Linked DNA regions of Mus musculus: region 2 is linked to region 1. Evidence: chromatin contacts called from public Micro-C data. All regions are on one chromosome and are shown on one strand. Each heading gives the region's core, a stretch centred on a gene start, on an enhancer-like site or on the middle of the called end of the contact. The rest is flanking DNA. Distances are from core to core; before and after follow the strand shown. Region 1 holds the start of Ptprm (protein tyrosine phosphatase, receptor type, M). Region 2 holds the start of Tmem200c (transmembrane protein 200C).

What was found. A called contact is a pair of places that touch in the nucleus more often than the background predicts.
Region 2: a Micro-C map of embryonic stem cells shows a contact between it and region 1, with 6 times the contacts expected there. The contact joins the promoter of Tmem200c here to the promoter of Ptprm in region 1. A contact is called at or near these places in 6 of 39 promoter capture datasets (the 3T3-L1 cell line, embryonic stem cells, liver and 1 more), 3 of 484 Hi-C or Micro-C datasets (all in embryonic stem cells) and 2 of 115 datasets of contacts at active chromatin or transcription factors (astrocytes and embryonic stem cells).

Annotation. Positions count from the first base shown.
Region 1 is chr17:67,352,682-67,356,065 of GRCm38.p6, forward strand. Ptprm (protein tyrosine phosphatase, receptor type, M) reads right to left here and starts at 1,778. Exons shown (of 31, transcript NM_008984.2): 1 at 1,276-1,778. The coding sequence starts at 1,348.
Region 2 is chr17:68,835,754-68,839,384 of GRCm38.p6, forward strand. Tmem200c (transmembrane protein 200C) reads left to right here and starts at 1,383. Exons shown (of 2, transcript NM_001206661.1): 1 at 1,383-1,780.

The DNA.
Region 1 (3,384 bases), core at 528-3,027:
GCCTGATGTAACCTATGTGCCTATTCCGTGCCTATGAATACAAAGGACTAGCATCCCAGGATGCCCAGAAAGGCAAACCTGATGCTTCCACTGGCCAGAGGTCTATGTGGCTTTAATGTCTGTAAATGGTACTCCTTACTTTCATGAAAGTTCCTTTCACCAATATTCTTTTTTAAAACAAATTTATTCAGCCTTCCCGAAAACACATAAAACCCCATTTTGCAATTCTTGTTCAAGGTTAAATGCGGCCCTTTTTATTAAAAGAGAAAGGTAACACTCCACTGCCACCATTGTGTGTGGACATTCGTGAAACTAATAAACACGAGGCAGTGTGCGCGTGTTGTCAGCGTTTGCCAAGCATCCACGTGCGTCCTCCTGGGACAGAAGATACCAGAAGCCCTGCTACTCTGTGCCACCCACCTTCGGTTTTGCTCCTGACCCCTGACTCTGGTCCAGATCCCTCTGTCTACACCAAGAGCTCCTCAAGGCTCGCGAAGCCTGGGTGAGCACAGCCTCCGGTTGGCTTGATGCACACAGCCAGTACGTGCCCCCTCCTTTCAGCTAGGACCCCCGCGCAGCTGAGCTGGGTTAGCAAGTTGTCCGGACCCGGGCTGCACACCTTTAGGGAGGCCGAGGATGGAATCTGGGCGCTCAGCCACAGTGGCGAGGGCTTGGGGAGCAGCAGATTCCTCTAGGATCTCAGAAACCTCCCGCGGTGCAGAAAGGGAACGCTGGCACAGCGAAGCCGCGCCACAGAGGGGACCCGCTGAGGTCGCCCACCGCGCCGGGCAGGGGGCGGCAGGGATGTCAAGTTTGGGGTGGTCGCCAGCTACACCTCTAGGTTTGACGCTCGCCGCAAGCTCAGCTGAGCACTGGCAGTCCACCGCGGCTGCCTCCAGGGTCGAGAGGCCCGCTCAGCGCCTACTCCCGGCGGCTACAGCTGGGAACTTTAGGCAAAGTTTTCTGCCCTTCCTGCCCAGGCCGCCCAAGAACACTGAGCCCCCATGCACAAGTCCAGGCCCTGAGGGTACAGGGGCCGAGATGGAGGTCCCTGTTTCTGCGCCCGTGCTTGTCCTGCGGGCTCCTGCGTGTACTGTACGGGCTCCGTGGCTCCACAGCTGTTTTCCTCCGGCCATCCGCCAGCCCGGCTCACCCGCTACGCGATGCCGGGTCTTCCCTGCCCCTGCCCGGCCCTGAAGCTCGCCTCGGACTTCTCCCACCCGGGTGTCGCCTACGTCCCAGGCGCCCCGGGAACGGTAGTGGTGTCTCGCTTACCTGAAAATGTTTCTCCGGCCGCAGTTAGCAAAAGTCCAGCTAAAGTCACCAGGCAAGTCCCAAGTGTCCTCATGGTGCTGAGTACGCGCCGGGCCGCCTCGGGGCGGCGGCGGCCGGTAGCCTCGGGAAGCCAAGGGAGACCCGAGCCTAAGCTGCAGGCTGCCAGGGTAGACGCGACAGCAGCGAAACACCAGACCCCAAAGTGACAACAGTTGCACAAGTCCGAAGTCCCGCGGCTCCCGGGCGTGGGGACGGCGTCCTGGATCCTCCTGCCCTCCCGCTGGCCCCCGCTTAGAGTCTGGCGCCACGGGGAGAGAGAGCGGAGGGCGCGCCCGCGGAGCCCAAATCCTCGCTGGGATCCGGTGATGAGCCCGCCTAAGCGCTACCCCTAATCGGGACCGAGCCGCCCGCGGCGCCGTGGCCGTGGCCGTGGCTGTGATCGCGCGCTTGTAGCCCGCCGCCTCTCCCACAGCCCCAGCCACCTCCGGCAGTGGCGCGCCGATGGCCGAGCCCGCGCAGGCTGCGCGCGGGGCTCCTGCTCCGCGACTGACTGGCGATGCCCCGCAGGCCGGCTGGAAGGAGCCCACGTCACGGCCGGGCCGGAGCCGCCGCGGCCCGCTAGAGGGCGCGAGCGCCCGTGTCCCCGGCCCCGGGCCAGCTCGGCCTGCGCGGCGCCTGCGGGCTCTGTGGGGCGGCCACCAGCAAGATGCGGGCGGGACCCGGCGGGCAGGAGCAACCTCCCGGGGCGCCACCCTCGACCCTAGCTCGCCTCCGCAGCGCCTCGGGTTTCCCACGCTGGCCTCGGGGACAGGGACCGCGCCCCAGCCAGAAGTTTGTCCCGGGTCACGGACGGCGAGTAGTTGGAGCGCGCCAGGCACGGGGCGGTAGTGTCCCGGGCGGTGGCGGTGGCGGCTGGCTTGCGAGCGCCGACCAGGAAGAAGCCAGAGCCGCCAGCGCCCAGGGCCGCTTGATCTGCTGCTTTCAAGGGACACACAAGCCTCTGTGCCCGAGCCCCGCGCCTGAGAAGCAGGATGCGCTTCTGCCGCTCCACTGCGTGGTGTCGCCGCCAGTGCGGCCCGGAGCTAGGAAGACAGCAGTTGCATGGAACCATGGATTGGGCAGAACCGAGGATTTCTGCAGCTGGTGCAAATGGAGAGTGTCTTGAAACATTTTAATTTGCCGTTTGGGGTCTGAGACGACTATTTTATTAAGTGAACACAAACGCTATTAATGATTAAATTAAAACTCAAATTCAAGATTTTATTTCATTTTATTTTATTTTATTTTATTTTATTTTATTTTTAAAAGCCGTTCTTCATCTTGCTCAGAGTACAGCCATTAGGGCACCTGTAGGTTATTTACCAAGCTAACTGCGGGCCATGCTGGTTAAACTAAGATCCCAATTTGTGTTGTGATACATGCAAGTAGGTTAGTGCTCAACAAGAGCTCTTACATTGCTTTCCCTGGGGGACCTTTACACTGTCTTTGGCTGCTTAGTGGTGCTTTAAAGACCAAAGAAATAAGTGACTCTCCCACTCCTCTGGTTTAAGGCTCTCTGGTGGCCCCAGAACCGGCCAAAGATGACGTTTGCGATCATCTCCCAGGACATATGTGACCCAGTACTTTTATGTCTTCCAGACCAAACACAAGACCAGCTTGTTTTCAGGCAGGAGTCCTCATGAGGCCTTCCATTCATAAATCTCAGTGTTAACCATTCACTTGCCACTATCCTATGCCGCCACTAGCCTTTATCTGAAAACGAGCCTGCTGGGCTTCTCCTGAACTTGGAAGGGAATTTTTGAAGTCTCATACTTAATTCAAAAGGATCAACAAGTGACAGAGGTTTAATCCGCCACTTGATTTTCTTGATGAAATTATACCTTATAAGATAATTGAGATTTGCTTTTTAAAAGCGAACGGTGACAGACACACCCCCCACCCCATTTTGATGCTTGTGGGTGCATCCGTAAAAAAGGTAAAAACCAACTGCGCTCTCATTGCTTTCCCGTAACATCTTTATGTTGGATGAAGAGATTGATATCATGTAAAACTCCATTCCTCACATGCGTCAATTCTTAATTATGTGTCAATTCTTTCTTTAATTAATAA
Region 2 (3,631 bases), core at 133-2,632, 1.5 Mb after region 1:
TGCTTGGCTTCTCTAATGTTCTCTTGTTTGATATATGCTCAAGATACTGTGTGCCTTTAGAAAAACCTTGTGGCTAGATCTGTGGGTACCAGAGTCATCCTGCTAAATTCTTGAACAGTAAGCAGCACCCACCACAGTCGCCATTACAAGACCCTTGCCTGGATGCCTAATTTTCGGGAGCCTTGATTTTATCTGCCTTTCTCTTCCTCTCTGCCTGAATCCTAGCCACGTCATTTTAATAACTAATTGAAACCTGTCTAACTTTCTTAACACTCAGTGGGGAAATTCCATTTGAAAATTCTTTTCCCTGTCATTTCTACTATGTGCTTGAGAGAGAATGAAAATATGAAGATAAAAAATAGGATTTCTCTCTCCCTCGTGTGTGTGTGTGTGTGTGTGTGTGTGTGTGTGTGTGTGTGTGTTCTTCTCTGCTTTTCAAATGACATAGAGAGTTTGAGTAACCTCCCTACCCCCATTTCTCCTCTTTGAAGCTAACCCTGATTGCCATTCCCTAAGAACGTGTTTCTTTTTGAAGGCTTGGGTTACCCCAGAGGGTAGAGGGAGGGAACTGTAGGGCCTGCCTAAGCATCTTTCAGCCCATTCTAACCTCAGAAGAGACTCAAAGGCCCATATTCCAGGGAGCCCTTGAGGTCCCTTAAGGCCAGTTACACAGCCCAGTTCTGCTCAAGTGTGATAGCATTTGACAGAGGTTTATGTGAGTCCGGTGGTGAGAGCACCTAGTTTGTGAGCCCGCTCCGCTCCGCTCCGGCCCGTCCTGGCTTGGTTCGTTGGGGGGGGGGGGGCACTTACTGTGTTCTTGGGGCATCCACGCTGCAAACTCTCAAGTGTAGGTGGGGTAGGGGGCGAGGCTGTGTGCACTGTAATAAGAAAAAGGGAGAGCAGAGAGGATGGGAGCCTGAGGGACCAGAGACCTGAAGAATAATCCCTGTCTTCAGGGACAGCATCACTCAGATCCTGATGGGGAACTCCCTGGGAGGGGCTGGCGTTTCTCTGGATCCTCTTGGGTTAGGTGCTCAGACAGGTAGTTGGGGAAAGAGAACCAAGCTGTCAGCTGAGGCTGAAGGCGTTTCAGCTGCGTTCAGAACCTTGCCTTACACGATCGCGCCCCGACCTGGTTCAAGCACGCGGTGCAGGTGTCGCCTCCCCTGGTGCCCCTCTTGGGAAGGGGGACAAGTCGCTGTCGAAGGGACGGACGGCAGGCTGGAGAGGAGGCGGGGGAGGGGCTGGGGGTAGAGGGGGCGGGGCGGGGGGCGGGTGCCCCCCTGAGAGCCAAGCCGGGCCGGGTACCTACTGCCATCCTGCCGCAATTTCCCTGTGTCATGGCTCCGGTCTCTTAGCAACAGCCGCCAGTCCGGCCGCCCGGAGCAGCCGCCGCGGGCTCAACTCCACCCGGCGGAGCCCGGCGCGCCGCAGCCACACAAAAGAGGCGCAGGGCTGGAGAGCGCGCGGCCGCAGGGTCGGCAGTGTGCGCAGCGGGAGGGGACCGTGGCAACAGGGAAGGCGCGCCCGAGGGAAGAAGGGCTCCAGGCGGCGCGCGGGATGCGGAGGACCTGACACTTCTTGGAAACTCTTGGAAATGGCTTCCGCCACCGCGCCTGAGGGGACTGCGAGCCCCTGGCGCAGGTTCGTCCCCACCGGGCTGTCCAGCCGCTCTCGCTCCCGGGGCTCCGGGGCGCTGTCCCTGCGCTCCGCCGTCGGCTCGGGCTGAAAAGTTTCTCCATGGTTCTTTGTGTCTCCCGAGCTGCCCCGGTCTCCCTGGGTAAGTGAGCGATTATTGTTTGCTTAGAGTGCCTCCATTTTGAGCATTTCTGTCAATCCCCGGCCTCCGAGCGCCCTTCACTAGCCCTCCTGTCCCCGAGCCCAGGCCCCTTGGCCGGTGTTCTGAGTCAGGTGTTCTCCTGGGCGTGCTACCAGGACTGCGCTGCCCAGAAAAGGCGAGTTGGGGATTGCCTTCACTTCACTTGAGGCGGACTCGTAGCTGCTGCACTCATGTGACTAGACCAAAGCAAGGGCAAGAGACTCGCGGCCCTGAGGGCCAGGGGCCGGGGGTCGAGGACCTGGGTTGGGTGCAGGGCACAGCATCGCTCACAATCTGGGGCCCTAAGTCTTTGATGCTGGGTTCTATCCATCATGAGCAGAGAACTTGATTCTCTCTCTTGGAAGCAGTTGTATTTTTAGACATCCCTCATTTGATTTCCCCATCCTCCATTCCTTAACCAAGGCAGGACTCGCGCCAGGCAGCCAGTTGCAAAGGCAGACAGATCCACTGCTAAGTTTGTTTTCCTTCCTTTGGTCTAAGGAAAGCTTGGGGGGGGGGGGCTTTTCTGTGTCACCTGACCTCTGTCAGTATTCTGTGTCAGATCGTGATATGCTGAAAAGGAGTTCGTCTTTCAAGAGAGCTGGAAGAATAATAAACTAGGGAATAATTAGAAGCTATTAAACTAATTTTAAACATCTTCTGTAAACCTTGTTAAAATCTATTCCAACTTTTCTTATATTCTGCTGGATGTAAAGCTGGCTTGCAGAAGAGGAATGCAGAAAGGTGCCTCTTTCATGACATCCAGCTCCCGGGGGGCATCTCTCTTCAGAGAGCCACCCTGGCTGCTGAAGCTGGCTTTGTTTCTAAAATGCCTAGACCTTAAAGTCTCTTGAAGCCAATCTAGACTTCAAGACTATTAAAGACCTGGAGCCTACAGTTCAACTAAAGCAGCAAATTTTATGTTGCGACATACAATAAGTATAAACATGTGGGGCGAGTATATTTGGTGTTTATACTTACTCTCCTGTGTATTTGTACGTACTCTCCTGTATCTCCAAATATACTTCTCCGGTATATTTGGTGTTTATACTTACTGGTAGAGGACCTTTTAAAAACCAGATTTTAAAGGTTTGCAGATGTGGTCTCACTGTTGACACCTCCCTAAAACATTTAGGATTTCTTTACTGAATTCCAACCAAGTTCCAAAGAGATATTGTTCTTTGCAAACAATAAAAAACCTGACTGCCATTTGCTTGCCCATGTGGAGAAAAGATCATAACCAGATTGATATACCAGAAGGAATCAAGGGTCATAGCTCCTCACTTAAGCACCAATTAAAAGCGAAATTCTACCCAAATAACTTACATTTTCAAATCTATTCTACTACATGGACTGCCTTGCAAAGTGTGTGTGTGTGTGTGTGTGTGTGTGTGTGTCCAAAGGCCTGTGATGGTCATCTTTAAGAGCAACATAATGCCCTTAATTTTTAGCATCTCTGTTATAGAAGGGAACATAGAGAATGCACTCTGAAGACCCAGCAGGACTGGACTTTTAACATTTGATAGATAACCACATATGGGCATCAGTTCTTATTCCTGCTTAAACTGTATAGTCAACAACCCAAAGAGCTCCCCAGAGCTAAGCCATGGTTGCTGCCTCCTCTCTCTCACCCCACCCCTCACCCCCACCCCTAAAATGACCTCCTGAGAAAGGATGGAGAAAACAGCTTTTCTTTGTGGAAATGCCTTCCTATAAATCATCATTATGAGGACTGCTTTACCTAGGTAATTGCCTATTCATTTGAATACTTGGGTTCTGTAGAATACTGTTGGTATATTAATCAAGGGTCAG